Linked DNA regions of Anas platyrhynchos: region 2 is linked to region 1. The links are chromatin contacts, called in public Hi-C maps. All regions are on one chromosome and are shown on one strand. Each heading gives the region's core, a stretch centred on a gene start, on an enhancer-like site or on the middle of the called end of the contact. The rest is flanking DNA. Distances are from core to core; before and after follow the strand shown. Region 1 has its middle 62 kb from the start of UBTD2. Region 2 holds the start of LOC101800857 (beta-2 adrenergic receptor).

Region 1 (7,674 bases), core at 1,435-3,934:
AGTTTGCTGACAAATGGCTACTGAAGAGGCATTTTCTTGGCAAGACTTAGGCAGCTCTGGAGGAGGCTCTGGATGCAGGAAGCAGAAAGAGATGCTGAGCCCCAGCAGCAGGAGTGGGAGACGGCTGGCTGCTGCTGGGCATGGAGATGGGAGTCCAACCCGATCCAAACAGTAGTCACTGCCAGTAGCCAGTTTTCTGTGGAGAGCATCATTAACCAAGCAAGAAATTGGGCATTCATTCCTTTGCCATGTAACAAAGCATTATTTGCTGAAGGAACCCACAGCGAGATGTTTTGCCCCTGTTTCAGACTGAAGCTAGATCTTATTTCCAGTTTAATTCCCTATAGGAATATATGTTTTTTTTCTTCTAATAACTTTGAGTTTAGCGTTGATCAAGATAACCTCCAGAAGTCCCTTCTAACTGGAGTTATTCTGTCTTTATAACCAGCCAAGATCAGTGAGGGCAGCAAACTAGAATTCAAGTAATTATTTTGTGCAGAAGACAAATTGCAGTGATATATTGCAGCAATTCCTTACCATTCAAACATCTTTCAGCATTGCTGATCAGATAAGCCAGGGAGCCGGCTTTTCTCTTGATTTTCTCAAAAGCCCCAAAGGGGACTGAGACTTTGCTGCCTTCACTGAAGTGTTTCTTCTTTGCTGCCACCTCTGTTCCTGCTTTGACTGCAATTGTTTCTTAACTGATGGAAAACTCTCTGAATGAGGTGGCATTTTTTACTGTTCTGGTATTTAATGAGACAGAGCAGTGGGAGCAGGGGAAGATCTAGCTTCCTATTCAGCCCGTATCTAATGTATTGAAAGAAAACTGGAAGAAAAAGTGCCAAGGCAGCAGCTTATCTCTCTTTATCTGCCCAGACAGAAACCCTTGAGAAATGATACCTGCTACACGAGTGAGCATCTTCATCTGTTAGATTTTTTTTTAAAAATATTTTACTAAAATGTGAGGAATGTCAGATTCAGAACATTTTTCTCAAAACAAGAGTGACAATCTCCCACTTCTGGTAGTCACGTTGCAGGCTATCGGTTTATGTCCAGGAAAAGCTCAGCCCATCATGTTCATTCCCACAATGAAACATAAAGCTAAGAGCAGCACCTCTGCTCAAGGGCCATTAGTATGCCTGGAGCATTTTGCATAGGGGAAACATGAATTATCTTTCCATAGCAAAGCTACAGCATGAATTAATGTTCCTTAATTTCCCCAGTGCAGTAATTTCACACTTGAGGGATAAAGCTTCCCTGGTGCCAGAAAGCTCCGCAGCCCAGCAGGCTGCTGGATTTATGGCAAAGCATTGCCCCCAGAAAGTCACAGTGCTGTGGGATGGTCGGTGCCACCAGCTCCTCTGTCCCTCTGTGCACAGCCCAGTGCTCTCCAGGCTCCGAGGCCATGATGTGCCATCGTTAACCACCTTACAGCCTGAGTTAATTACAACAGAGGCACAGCTCTGGGATGGGGACCTGTGGGCAAAATTCACAGCAAGAAAACTTTTTAAAGACTGTTTTGAAGAGATACTTGATGACAGAAGAAGAGAAAGATAAAGCAAGTGCCACTAAAAAAAACAAAAAAAAACAAAAAAAAAAAAACACAAAAAACACAATAATAACAAAAAATAAAAAATATACTCAAAAACATGGTTATACAACGGCACTGCCAACATCAGTTTGAAATGGGGAGTTGAAGCCAAGACGGGATCCTGTCTGGGAGAAACTGGTGTCACGGTGTGGTGTTCAGGCAGGAAGCAGCAAGGCAGGGGAGATAGCATCTCCTGAAGCCACACCTGGAGATACGCTGGGCTGTGCCACGAGACCCAGGTGCTGGCACTGCCAAGGCTGTGATATCATGTGCGGTGTCACCAGCCACACCCTGGAAGAATGTAGGTCTTTTATTCAACGCTTTTTGGCAGAAGAAAGAGAAAAGCCGCTGTCTGTCATCAGGGCTGTGTCAGGCTGAAGGTATGGGCTCAAGTGAACATCAGCTTCTTTAACGCTGAGACAGGCAGTACAAAACAACAGGCCTGTCATCCATGTATTAATTTATTTCTCCATCCTTCTTGTATGTGAAAAAAAAATATATATATATGTTTGTAGTACCACTCTGCCACATGCATTTCTGTGAGCTAAATCTCCTGGCTGGGTTCAGATGCAGCTGGGCTTGTGCTGGGGGAGAAGAGGGAGGGAGGAGATGCCGAGGAAGTTTTCTACCATGTACGATCGCCAACGGCACTAACTCTTTCAGGCTTGTAAGTAGCCACACACATACACACAGCTGTGCTCAGCAGGACACACAGTGTTCAAGGTGAAGAAACTCCCACTCCTACCAAGGATTCCTGTACCTCATCCTCCCAGGGACAGGATAGTGGGGACGGTGGATGGGACGGACCCGTAGCCAAAGCCAGGATAACCATACCTTGCATCCAGTCCCTGCCTGCCCTGCCCTGATCAGTTGTCTCTCTCCTGTCTTGATCTTTCTGCTCCTTTCCCCTTGCCTTGCTTTCTCATCTACTCTGAGGAAGATGGGAAGAAAGCCACAGACACAAACGAGGTCGCAGCAGTCAGAGCTGGATTAGCTGTTCCCAGCCCACAGCACAAGTCCCACCTGGGACCAGAGGCTTGGCAGAGGCACTGGGGTTTCACTGCTGAGTGCAGGGGCTTCGTCCTCCCAAAAGTCAGCCCCAGTCTGCAGAAGGTCTGACCTCTGTTCATCGCGTTTTCTCAGCTGCTTCTCTGCTTCCTCCTTTGTGCTGGTTGCTGGCTTGCCAGTAAAACAGTTCATCAGCAAGGAATTTTTTATCCTTTCTATTTACAGCCCAGGAAGAGAGCACTTTAATGGCCTTTCCAACAGCAGAGAGAGAGACAGAATCTATCTTGGACAGACATCAAATGGATGCCAGCCTGGTTTAGGCTAATAAAGAGCATCATTGAGCTAATGAGATTAAGGCTGACTTGTTTATGCTGTCCCTGCTGGAAACGGTGCTCCAGGATAGCGGCTGTGATGTTCCTGGGACCTGGGGAATTACAGAGGAATTTCTGCGTGGCCCAGAAGGCATTGACCCAATTCCTCTGCCCTCCCACGCCCAGCAGTTTGCAGGTTCATTGGGAAAGATCAAGGTAATGAACTATTCCCTCCTAATTTTCCCATCCCTAGATAGAAAGAAGCAGAAATCCTCGGGCCAGTGATGAGACACCACATTCATCTTGTCCCTGGAGAAACCTCTTAGCATGTTCCCTAGGGTGGGGGCTGAAACTATGAGCTGGTGGGGAGGAAGAAGAGGACAGGGCATAGGTGAGAGGGACTGGTTGTCCACCTTTGCTGTCTATTGCCAGTAACATCCACTCACCATATCTACCTGCAAGTTATCCACAAGGAAGGTAGGAGATTCTCTGAACCCTTCTGCTGCATCACCAGCTGCAAGTAATTAAAACATCCCATAAATTAAAAATCCCAACAGTCAAATGAAGTCATGCCTGAGTCCAAATCTGAAGCAGCGGAAAGGACTCGTTTTTTCCAAGCTCTCTGTGAAATTGTTCTCAAACCCACTCCAGCAATCTAGGAAAAAGGAAAGTACTCCTCTGGGAAATGTTTTGGGAGTGTGACTGCCCACTGGGAGGAAGCACAGGCGTGGTGGCTGTGTTTTTGGGGATGCTGGCAGAGCAGACACCCCAGACACCATGGGGAGAGAGCTGAGGTGCTGCCCTGCAGCTGGGCACTGCTTGTGGCTCAGGATCTGGGGCATGGCTGCTCAGCCTGCTGGCACCATACCCTGAGCTAGACGGGGAGGTTGCCCCCTCTGCCTGCCCCCACCCACAGCACGTCCCCCTGCCCGGCCCAGGCACCAACAGGGATGTTGTGGGGGTCCTTGTGGGGCTGCTGTCCCCAGGCAGTGTCCTGCAGCTCCTGGACTAGCAGGGACAGGGGGATGGGATGGGATGGGATGGGATGGGATGGGATGGGATGGGATGGGATGGGATGGGATGGGATGGGATGGGATGGGATGGGTGCCGCTGGCTTGGCAGGTGACCACAGGAAGCATTGTGCTACTGAGCTCATTTCCACCAGGACCAAGGGTTCATGAAGGGTAAAAATAACTCTGGAAAAACAGAGCCAAAGCCCAGGCGTGGAGTCTCTCAGTTGCTCAGGCTGATTCTCCATCTGCCCAAGCCAGCCCTGGATCCATCCTGTTCCACCCTGCCTGCACAGCCCCATGCTTTGTTAGCACCCACAAGCACAATGATATTACCAGGACCAGAGGAACCATCCTCAGCACATCAGACGAACCATACAGCCCTGCTCTAGCCCGATTCCTAAAGAGCAGTCTTTGCTATTTTTAAATAACAAATGTTGTGTTACTCTTTTGGGAAATGTGGAATTTGACTCCGAAGAACAAGAGAAATGTTTCCAAACAAAATGCTCTGCCCTGGTGCTATTCCTCTGGAGAGCCTTTGGATGTTTCTTACAGTCTTACTGTTTGAATAAGGAACTTGTCCAGCTCATTTGCAAATGTCTTGTGCTGCAAATAGAGCTGCAAGAACAGCTGAATTTTCAGTTTTGTTGGTGAATCAAAAAAAAAAAAAAAAAAAAAAAAAGAGAGAAAAATATATTAGCTCAGTCTGAACAGAACTGCATTTTCCCCTAAGTTGCTTTATAGAATAACAATGACAAAGAAGATGAACTAGACCCAGAGGCTTAATTTATTTGAGAAGCATTCATTCTTCTTTTTCTCAAAATAAGTAAATAAATACATAAATAAAAAAGGGAAGTGTGTTTTTTTTTTTTTTTTTAAAAAAAAAAAAGCAATTCTAATAGATCAGGTTGAAAGGCTTTTTTCAAAAATGTCAAAACAAAAAAACTTCAGTTCTTTTGGTGGAAGGGTAATCTCAGAGGGGAGAATTTCTCATTAAACTCAACCCAAAAAGTGTGGATAATTTCCTTCTCCTATGAGCTGCAGTTTCCCCAAAAAATTGTTTTCCATTGAGGACAAATGCCCAATTTCCCAGCTAAATTTCCTCTGCAGCACTACACTGGAGCAAGGGATAAATCTGTACGAAGTAGAAAGCCCTTTGCAGAAAGTCATGGAGAGCCAGGGACAAAAAGTGCAAGAACAAGGGACAGAAAAACTTCTGGCAGCAAATGAGTTTCCTTCCAATTCAGATATTATTGAATTTAAAGCCACATCGAATGCAGTTTGTTCAGGGCTGAGGAGAAAGTAATAAATGTGGAGGGTTATTTCCCACTCTGCGTCTAAGTTTCTGATAAGAAATGTTCACATGCTCCCCCCAGAGGAACTAAAATGTAAGAAACCCAAATCTGGCAGAGTTTAGTTCACTCTGTTGTGCATGAGGAAAAAAAAAAAAAAAGAGACAATTGAGCTCAGGCCATATCGAGCAATTTATTAGGTGCTGCAAAATTAATAAGAAGCTACATGTGCTACATGTGTTTTCTAATATGATCACATTTCCTGTGGACACAACCACAAGCTGACTGTACTGTGCTACTTCTTCTGGCTCACATTAAATATTAAGTAGTCATGGAAATACCAACTTTGCAGAGAAAAGGCAGGGTTCTCCACCATGAAATAAGGTCTTAGAGCAGAAGCATCTCACTGGACTCCAAGAAACCTTATGAAATAAGGTTCTCCAGAAGTCTCTTTGTTAGCCTGCTCATGTTGTTCACTCAGACATGCTGAAGGAAGAACCCGATGTCCTCACTTGCTCACCCCTCAGGTCCCCCAGATGTTCATGGTTTCACAGGAGCCACCTAACAAAGATCTATTAGTCTGAAAAGAAGGCGCTGAGATTTCCTAAGTCTTCAGTATCGTTAGATATCCATCAAAGCTGAGGGCAGTATTTCAAAGGTGAAAAATGGTGACAATCTGACCCAAGGGCTACTTGGAAGCAACTGCCTAAAATTTGGTATTGATGTTAAGGGCTCTCAGATAAGGTTATTATGGGATACATGGAAGGAAAAGTCTTGGTCTGACCATCTCCTCTGTCCAGGAAAAGGTAAAACACATCCATCCTCGTGGCCTGAGAAGTGACTATACAGAAGCTGCCTCCAACATCCCTCTCCTGCCAGCCTTGATGGCCCCTGGGGATATTGTTTCTCCTTTCAGGCTTCTCCTGAGCCAACAAGCAGGGTTCCTAGTAATTAATGGCTGCGTGGTGCTGGCTGCCAGGAGGAGCCCGGGACAACTTCCATATCCCTTGCTGAGCCTTGACAAGGTTAAAGAAAGGGAGAAAAAATCAAACTGCAAGCAAAAATGCCAGTCCGGTGTAGTGGAGGGGTGGGATGGTGACAAAACCCAGTGCCAGAGCTCTGGCTGGTCTTGCAAGCCTTCCTATTACACAATGGGGAGAGAAGCTTAAATTAATTATTCTCTGGGCAATTAACATTTGAAAAAGCAGATCAAAGAAAAAGTAGCAGCACTTGCAAAGGAGGTGCATTGCAGAGCTGAGAAACAAGTCAAAGCCATGTGAGGAGCAGAGAGAAAGTTACCCCAGCTCTGAGAAGCTTCCCAAAAGCACAGAAAAGTGGCTCCGGGTTACAGCAGCAGCTTCATTGCAACAATCACACCACGGCTTGTAGCTCCTTTGGAGTTCACTCTAGCTATCATGGTGGAAAATATTTCAACAAGTGCATGAAACTTCAGTTTGCAATGATAAGCACACATTTCCACTGGAAAAAAAATATATATTTTTGGCTAAATTAAATGTTGTTAGTCTTCCAAAGGGAAAGGTGCATTTTTATATGTTGGAAATATTTACAGAAAGATTGAGAAAAAATATTGTTTTTGTTTATTTTTATTTATTAATATCTTTTGGTTTGAAAAGTGAAATAGAGATGTATTCTACCATGAAAAGCAGCAAGATCATGTCTCGTTTTCTTTTCTTCTCATCCTATGCAGGAGAGGATGCCAGTTCACATCTCGTTCTACCAAAGCTCATGCCCACAGCATCCAGGCAGACGAGCACCCCCAGGGCAGCCGTGCTCCTTCCTCCCCCCTGAGAAATGCACACAAAATGGCCAGCAAGAGTCATCCGGCCTCTGCCACTCTCTGGGTATTGGGATGGGGCTGACACTCATCCAGCACTGGAGCCAGTCCAACACCTTATCACCCTGAGAGCTTGCAGGGCAGGGGGAACACGCTGAAATGGGAGCAGGGGACTGGAATCGCATCTGCTGGTGGGGCCAGGAACCCCCTTCCCCTCCCATAGCAGCCTTGCTCTCCTGTGGAGGGCGTTGGGAAAGGATGTGACCTTTTGTAGAGCACATCCGAGCTGGGGAGCTTCATTATTCCGTAGCGGCTACAGCCTGAGGGCAGATTAAGTTGTCCCAGAGACAAAGCTGATCTCTGCAATCTTCCTGCCAATGCTTTGTCAGGGCAGGGGTGGATTTAATGAGGTGGTTATCCCGATCTGACAAATAGCAGTGAAATCAAAGGGCCCAAATCATGTTTGAACGCATCGGCATCAGCCAGGCAAGGACTCATCTATTCCCAAGGTGGGATTGCTCCTCAGAATGGTTCTCCAAAGAGCAGCCTTGGAGCTTGGAGCCAGCACAGAGGTGCTGGATGGCTTTAAATAGGAGCCATGGAGATGTTGTAGCACATGGATCCAGCTCCGCAGAGACACAGGGAGACGCACACACGGCTTGGTGCC
Region 2 (7,674 bases), core at 1,704-4,203, 49 kb before region 1:
CACCTCTCCTGCCCCACACTGTCCCTACAGGGGTGATTCCCCCTCCAGTGCTCCCTGGGGCTGCCTGTTTGGGTGCCAGTGCTCGGGGCAAGTCCTTCCCAGGGCTGCAAAGGGAGCCGTGGTCACAGAGGGACTGCAAAGGTGGGCAGGCAGAAATCCCACTCCCTGGCCAACCCAGGACAGCGCAAGCTGCTTCCTTGCAGCACTGCCCCCTCCGCAGCAGCTCAACCAAAACCCCCGGAGGTCAGAGCAGGTGCCTGGAACTGCGTGGGGAGGAGAAGAGCCCCCCGCATGCAGTGCCCAAGCATCCCTCCCACAGGATACCACAGCGTACCAATTTATTTCTCCTCCATCTCCCCCAAGTTTTTTTTTTTGGAAGACACCACACTTTCACTTCCTCCTCGGGTCTCCCCTTTCAAACAGCAGCTGAGAGTGAAGGCAAGGGGGGAGCCCCATTTTCCCAGCCCTGTTGCTGCTCTCCTCCAGTCCGGGGCTGTCTAAGAAGCCCTCAGCAGCACAGCCCAGCACAGCCCCTGCCCTGTCCCATCCCACAGCCTGCACCTGCCCGCTCCTGTCTGCGTGCCCCTGACAGCTCCGTGCACCCGCCGCCAAGTTTTGCAACCCGGGAACAAAATGCAAAGCCTGCTGCAAGGGGAAAAAAACCCTTAACAAACAAACAAACCTAAAGCCATCCCGCGGCCAGAGCTGTGCTTCCAGTCTGTCAGCCCTCTGCGACAAAGTAAGGAAGCCCTCCTCCCTGCCCACCTCCTCGGACTCTCTATCATTTGAGACCTGAAGCTAAACAAACTGGGCAGTTAAAAGCTTTGGCTGGAGTCTACAAAAGGTCGGTCTGTGACAGTGACAGCATCTCACCCAGCTTCCCAGTACCACATTCTTGAGCCCCACAGTCACAGTCCCACTTTCTGGGCAAAGAGTCCGTTTATTTCTATCGTTATTTCAGCAGAAACTCCTACAGCACTTGGCAGAAGATGCATTCGTTGTTTCTGGGAGTTGTTTAAACTGTCCCACGGACAGCAGTAGCTGCGGGTCAGACACAGCTGACCAGGTTACACACAGCCCTGGTCCTAAGTACCCCTTTCCGTGGGGAATTAGGCACAGGGTGCCCTCTCTGCTGGGCTGGGCAGCACTGGGAGCACAGGGCTCCTCCAGCAGCCACCCAGCCGCTCACACTCTGGCCATGAGGTAGTTCAACATCAGACACTGTCAGGAAGTTCAGTTCCTCCTGGGACGAGCTTTCTGCACAGCCTTAAAATACCACACAGTCCCCTCCGCTCCCCCCGGCTCAAGGGACCTAAATAGGTTTCCTCTGCGAGCAGCCAGCCTGCCTGAGCCTCCCCGGGGCAGCCTCCCACCTGCCTGCAGAAGGTTTGCTGAGTTTTAGTTTTCTTGCAGCCTCTGGGTTTTAGGGGTGCTTTAGATGAGGATCGATATTATTCTTGGGGGTTTTGTTTTTCCTTACAGAGGGAAAGGCTCATCTTTATAACCAGGGTGCCACACCAGAAACCATCGCGTCTCAAAGCTACCCGCTAGGCACAGTACCTTTGCAGTGCAAAAAGCCCTCGGGGTTAGGGAAGGAGCCCTCTTCGCAGAGCAGCTCGCAGGTTTTATCCGGTGCCAGGGGGTAGCCGTTGTCCTCCTCGTTGTAGTCGCTCCTGCCGTTGCTGTTTGAGTAGCCGTTGGCATACATCTTCAGGGCAGACCTGCGGAGGCACAGGAGCTCCTGGAAGGCATACCTGAAGTCCGGGCTGCGGCAGTAGATCAAAGGGTTGAAGGCAGAGTTGACGTAGCCCAGCCAGTTCAAGAGGATGTACACGTACTTGGGTATGATGTCGTCCTGGATGACATGCACGATGTTGACGATGAAGAAGGGCAGCCAGCACAGCGTGAAGGTGCCCATGATGATGCCCAGGGTCTTCAGGGCTTTGTGCTCCTTCAGGAAGAACTTGGAGGAACGGCGGTGCCCAGCTCGCCCGTTCTGGTCCTGCTCCTTGTTCTGGGTGTGAAACCTCCCCTCACTCTTGTCTATTTTCTGCAGCTGCTTCTTGGCCACCTGGAAGACCCTGGCGTACACAAATACCATGACCACGAGTGGCAGGTAGAAGGAGATGATGGAGGAAGCAATAGCGTAGGCTTGGTTGGTGAAGAAGTCACAGCACGTGTCCTTCTCATAGCAGAGGATGGCCTCGACACGGTCTGCCCGGTACCAGTGCATCTGGATGGGCAGGAAGGAGGTGAGGGCTGACACCACCCACACCACCAGGATGACCACGCGCGCCTTGCTCTTGGTCAGCAGGCTCTGATACTTGAACGGGGAGGTGATGGCGAAGTACCGGTCCACAGCAATGACGCAGAGGGTCTCGATGCTGGCTGTGACACAGAGCACGTCCAGGGATGTCCAGAACTCACACCAGAAGTTCCCAAACTTCCACATCTCCATGATGATGTGGCTGGCGCCGAAGGGCACCACGGCCAGCCCCATCACCAGGTCAGCGCAGGCCAGCGAGGTGATGAAGTAGTTGGTGACAGTCTGCAGGCGCTGAAACCGGGCGATGGCCGTGATCACCAGCACGTTACCGAAGACGATGGCCAGCACGATGAGCGACATGAGGATCCCCATGCCCACCATCCACACGTCCCTCGACACCGTGGGGTCTGCGGCGCTCTGGTTGGCGCTGCCGTTGCCACCGGGCAGCTCGGTGCCCGCCACCCCCATGACACCCCCCCCCAACGACCCACCCCTCTCCCCGGGCAGGCGGCGGGGGCTTTTCCCTAGTGCTGTGCCGCCGCGGGGCTGCTCATAGGGGACAGCAGGTGCGGGACGGGCTGGGTGCCGGGGTGCGCTGCGGTGCGGTGCTGTGCGCGCTGCGCCCCGGTGCGCTCTGCTCCCGTCCCGCCGCTCCGCGCCGCGCCCGCCCGACTGCCCCGCGCCCCTCCGGCGCCGCCGAATTTATAGCGGCCCCCGCCGTGACATCAGCCCCGCCGCAGCCAATAGCAGCCCGCGCCGCGCCTCCTCGCGCGCACCTCGCGCCCCCCCAGGTCCCCACTCCGGTCCGCCCCCGGCCCCACGCGTGTCCCCGCCGTGCGCGCGCACCCGGGGGTCCCCCGCGTGGGGCGGCCCCGAGGTGCCCCCTGCTTGTCCCGCGGCTCCTCGCGGCCCCGTGGTGGCCCCACGGTGGCCCCGCGCCGCCCCGTGGTGGCCCCACGCCCACGCGTGCTCCTTGCCGCGGGGTGGCCCTGTGCTTCCCGCCCCCACGCGCTCCCAGCCCTGTCCCCGTGCCTGACACCCACGGGTGCCACACACCACGGACGCTCCCTGCCTCGGGGTGTCCCCACACCCCCCTGCCCCACTCGTGTTCCACGCCACCCGGGGGTCCCCACACCCCACCCGTGTGCTCCCCGAGCTGGGCTGTTCCCAGGCCAAGTGGCACCAGGAGGGTCCCCACGGTGCTCTCAAAAACTTTGTCCTCAGCTGGGCACGGGGGTCTGGCCCTCCCGAGAGCCCCCACCCGCCCAGTGATGCTCTGTGCCAGGGTGGCACCAGGTCCTTCAGCCCTCCCAGCACCCAGCCCAGCACCGCAGCCCTACAACCGAGGTATTTGGGGTCACATCTGAGCGCTGGAGCTGCAGCCTGGCCCCCAAAAAACAGGGCTGGCCAAGGGCGCAGGGGCTGTGCGACTGCTGCGTGCTGTGCTCTGCCACGCCGCAGCCAGGCATGTGTTTAACCCCGGCCACCATCACAAGTATTTCCCTCCAAAGCAAACAAATTTGCTAAATAAGGACTAAGGAATCCTGCAAACTTCCTTTCAACCCAACAAGAGATAATGTTGCCACTGGAGTTTCATTTCTGCCCATCGCTCTGCGCTGAAATCTCTCCCCCTGGTGCTGCTCTCCCACAGACTCATCCTGCTGCCTGCAGGCCCTGGGGGCTCGCAGAGGTGCCAGCGGGGCCCGGGGGCTGTGCTTGGCACTGCTGCTAGCCCTGTGCCACAGAAAGGGAGAAGAGAAAGCGTCGCCTCTGCATTTACCCCCTGCTACCAGCTGCACCAGCAGCGGCTGCAGCTCAGCGCCCTGGCTGCTGCACTGGGCTAGCAGCAAGGCAGGGAGGGTGGCTGCTGCCTCTGTTAGCAATTAAGCAGTTCCTGCTGCTGAATCTTGATCAAAACGTGTCAGCCACCAGGGTCTGAAGGGGTTCCGTGAGGCTCCCTCACTTTTTTCCAGAGGAGCGCAGCGCTGCGGTGCCAAGCAGCCCTCCCTCAGCCCCGCTAGGTGTCCGTGGCTTCGCGCCGCCTCAGCCCGGGCTATTTATAGAGGAGAGCCGGGTGGAGGAGAGGAAGTTTTGTGGTTTAAGACAGAGGGGCAAACGAGGTGTTGGAATCAGGAAATAAGATGAGAGGCAGTTTCAGCAGTGCGAGCGCTCTGTCTCGGTGGGGATCTGCCTTAACTAGTGGCTTCCCACGCGCCGCTTCTGCGTCTGCACGCTCCTGAGGTTTTAAAAGTGAAGAGAGGAGAACAGAGCATCGCAGGCACCTCTTCCCACGGCAGGCAGATGCAGGCTTCAGGAAATGGGTATTCGGGGGAGCCAAGTGTTCAGGGGAACACTGATGACCGCAGCTAATTACCACGAGTTTCCACTGCCTGCTACTGAGATAAACAGGCTGTACGTTCATGCAGGAGGTACAACTGTAACCAGCTGCTGTACGCCTGTAGCTCTCCTTTGGCTTTCACGGAGTTTGCAGCAGCTGAGGGTGAGGTCTGCACACAAATGCAGGCTGGTTCAGCATCTGCTGGGTGCCCTGCCTGCACCCTGCTCCCTGCACGCAGGTCCCTGCACTCCCTCAGGGGCTAGCAGCATGCACCTTGCAGGGGATGCAAAACAAGAAACTGCTGGGAAAATGAAGGTATGGATCAGGTGTGGTGTTAGGGGAGCAGAGCAGGGAAGAAGTGGGAGGTGTGGGAGCTACATGTCGTACTCAGCTCACTGTTCAACCCTCTTTTTAAAGACCTGATCAGAAAACGCTAGCAAAAGATCCAGGCAAGCTGCTGGTAAGAACCTGGCAGGTGTGCTGGGCTCTTTCTTGTGGGTTATGCTAACTTCTGGGGATTCTCTAATGCTAAATCAAAGCTTTCAGAAAGCATTGGCTTTCTATCCTAACAGATGTGCCAATGCTCATCCTCACAAGAAGCACTGAGTCTTGAAAGGAGGAGAAGCAACTTTGGGAACTTAGTACAAAATACGCTAACTCTGGGGGAGTCGAAGCTCAGCTCTGTCCTGCACGTCCCTGGTAACAGTCCCACATCCTCTCCCAGAGCCTGCCTCAGCTCTCAGAAAGTTTCTGTGGCCCAGGATGCAGAAATCAGCAAGCCCAGCTTATATGTCAGTATTTTGTCTTTGTTGTGCTATACTCAGAGAGGCTTGAACCTCTTGTGGTTAGTGGGGTGTGGTGGAGGAAGCACAGAAAGGCCAAACTTTCTTCCTCGATTCCGCAGCTCTCTGCTTGCTTTGGGTCTTTGCTCACCTATGTGAGGTGTGTTGGGGTGCCCCCATGGCACGAGCTGATTCAAACCCCTGGCTAAGCAGCCGTGACCCACAGCAAGTGGAGTAGTGAGCACGGGTTCAAAACAGAGGCAGGAATTCACCCCACATAAAAAAAAAAAAATATAATCATCATCATGACCCAAAGCGTGGGTTGCTTTTGTGGCTCGCCTGCCTTTATTTGTGCTTTTGAGTAGTTGTTACCTTCTAGCACGTTCAAGGCTTCCTATTCAAACAGAAATAACACCAAACCTCAGCACAGAGGTCAAGAGGAGAAGAAAGTTTGCATTTCTCACACTGCCCAAAGTGCTGGGGCTCTGCCCACTACCAAATGTCTCCTTCTGGGCATCCTGGGTGGCAAAGCCAGGCCCGCCTCATTTATTTCGTGCAGCACAGCTCCACCACGGACCCCGCTGCTCTGCCATCAGGCCAATCTTTTCTCTTCTTATAATTGGCTGTGTGCTCCCTCCTTGCTAGGTGACATTTGAAGAACAGCCCGTGGGATCAATGAGAAAGGCAGGACTGGTAGGAAGAGGTAATCACTTTTATTAGCCCAACTGACATAAATTGGGAAAAAACAGCCAGGCTTTGGGGTGTGAGAGACCTTCCTCGGGACTAGCTGGGATGCTGCCCTCACCCCTCATTCCCAGATGCTTATCACAGGCAGGAATGCAGGAAGCACCCTGACAGAAAGCAGCTGCTCAGAGCAGGCCCTGGGCTTGCAAAACCACCAAAACCAGCATGCAAATAGCCCCGAGGTGTTCCTCCTCGTGTGGCTGCTGCTTACCACCAGCTCTGCCGCCGGTGACCTGGTGCCAGAGCCACCTGTGCCCAGCAGCACGGAGCAGCCAGGGGACAACTGCTGGAGAGGCTCTGCTCTGCCCAATTTTCTGCTGCATTTGTTCACACACATCTGGCTTTGGGTCTCCAGGGGGTTTTGGCTTCCTGATTCTGCTTTGGACACAGCGGCTTGGCAGGAGTCAGGGAGCTTTCAGCAGGATGGCCGTGGTGGCATCTGTGTGCTCCTGAGTTCCTTTCCTCTCCTGCTCTTCAGTCCATGAGGGGGAGCCACCTCTGATTCCCAGCTCCTGGTTACTCTCCTCTCTGTTAGTTTGGAGCAGCAGTGCGATTAGAAATGAGTGTTTCAGGGATAAAATGATTTTTTGGTTGCTGGTTTCTCTCTCAGGGCTCCCTGCAGGGGCTGGTGGAGCCCAGGCGCAGCTCCTTGCTCGATGCACAGTGAGCAGAATCACAGGGCTGCCTTTTGGGAAAAATTCCTGCTTCTTTTCTCTGGAGAAGATGCTGCCACCCCCACGGCACCCAGACACCCAGCCCTGGCACCCACCAAGGGCCGTGTCCACCTCGAATTGTGGAAGGAGGCAGCAGAGAGGCTGTTGTCCACACTGGGGTCTGCAGGACGGCATGGGTCACCTGAGGGCTCTGCCCTCCTGCTCTGACCCAGGAGCATCCCTCACGTTGCCACATGTGCCAGTCCCCACATCCTCCTTGTGAAGGTGCTGTGGGGCTGGGGAGGGGCATGGCAGGACCCCTTGGGCTGCTCTGCGCATCTCCCAGGGCATCTGGATGTCACAGCTGCCAACCCCTGCAGCCCTGGCATTTGCAGGGAGATAGTAATTGCCCTTTTTTTGGACTAGACTAAATAAAAAAGAAACTGCTGCATATGAGCAATGACCCCAGTGAAAACGGAGGTGCTTAATTTGGAACGTGACACTGCTGGAGCAGCTGAGCACCAGCGATTCATCGTCTCTGGGCCAAACACCGAACTGTTTGTACAGCAGCACTGGTGGTGGATACAGGCTACGGAATGAGACAGTGTGAGGGCAGCAGGAGAAACAGAAGAGACCACTGGAATAACAGTTAGAGATAAAAGATTGTTATCAAGACTTTTTTTTTTTTCTTCTTGTCACTGCTCTCCATCGATGAGGGTCTACAGTGACCCTCAAGTGAGAGCTGGTCCTGGGGATAATGGTCCCTGCTTGAAAAAGGGCCAGGACTTCACCTCTTATTCCTAATTTTAGAAGCCTACTTCATGAGCTTTTAGGAAAGGGAACTCGGTGTGCCGGAATATGTGCCCAATTCGACTGAGTCCAAGAGGAAAT

Evidence for each region. Hi-C and Micro-C count contacts between places; a contact is called where the count stands out from the background.
Region 2: a contact with region 1 is called in a Hi-C map of subcutaneous adipose tissue, with 1.7 times the contacts expected there. The contact joins the promoter of LOC101800857 here to the enhancer-like site in region 1. A contact is called at or near these places in 2 of 8 Hi-C or Micro-C datasets (skeletal muscle and subcutaneous adipose tissue).

Annotation. Positions count from the first base shown.
Region 1 is chr14:11,335,566-11,343,239 of IASCAAS_PekinDuck_T2T, reverse strand. No RefSeq gene overlaps it. Among named protein-coding and RNA genes, the nearest start is that of UBTD2, 62 kb to the right of the region's middle. Within about 2 kb of position 2,684, at least 1 of the 8 cell types and tissues checked has an H3K27ac peak or open chromatin away from gene starts, as enhancers often do. A contact at or near this core is called in subcutaneous adipose tissue, where this site is marked.
Region 2 is chr14:11,384,984-11,392,657 of IASCAAS_PekinDuck_T2T, reverse strand. It overlaps LOC101800857 (beta-2 adrenergic receptor), which reads right to left and starts at 2,953. Exons shown (of 2, transcript XR_005269342.2): 1 at 1-2,953.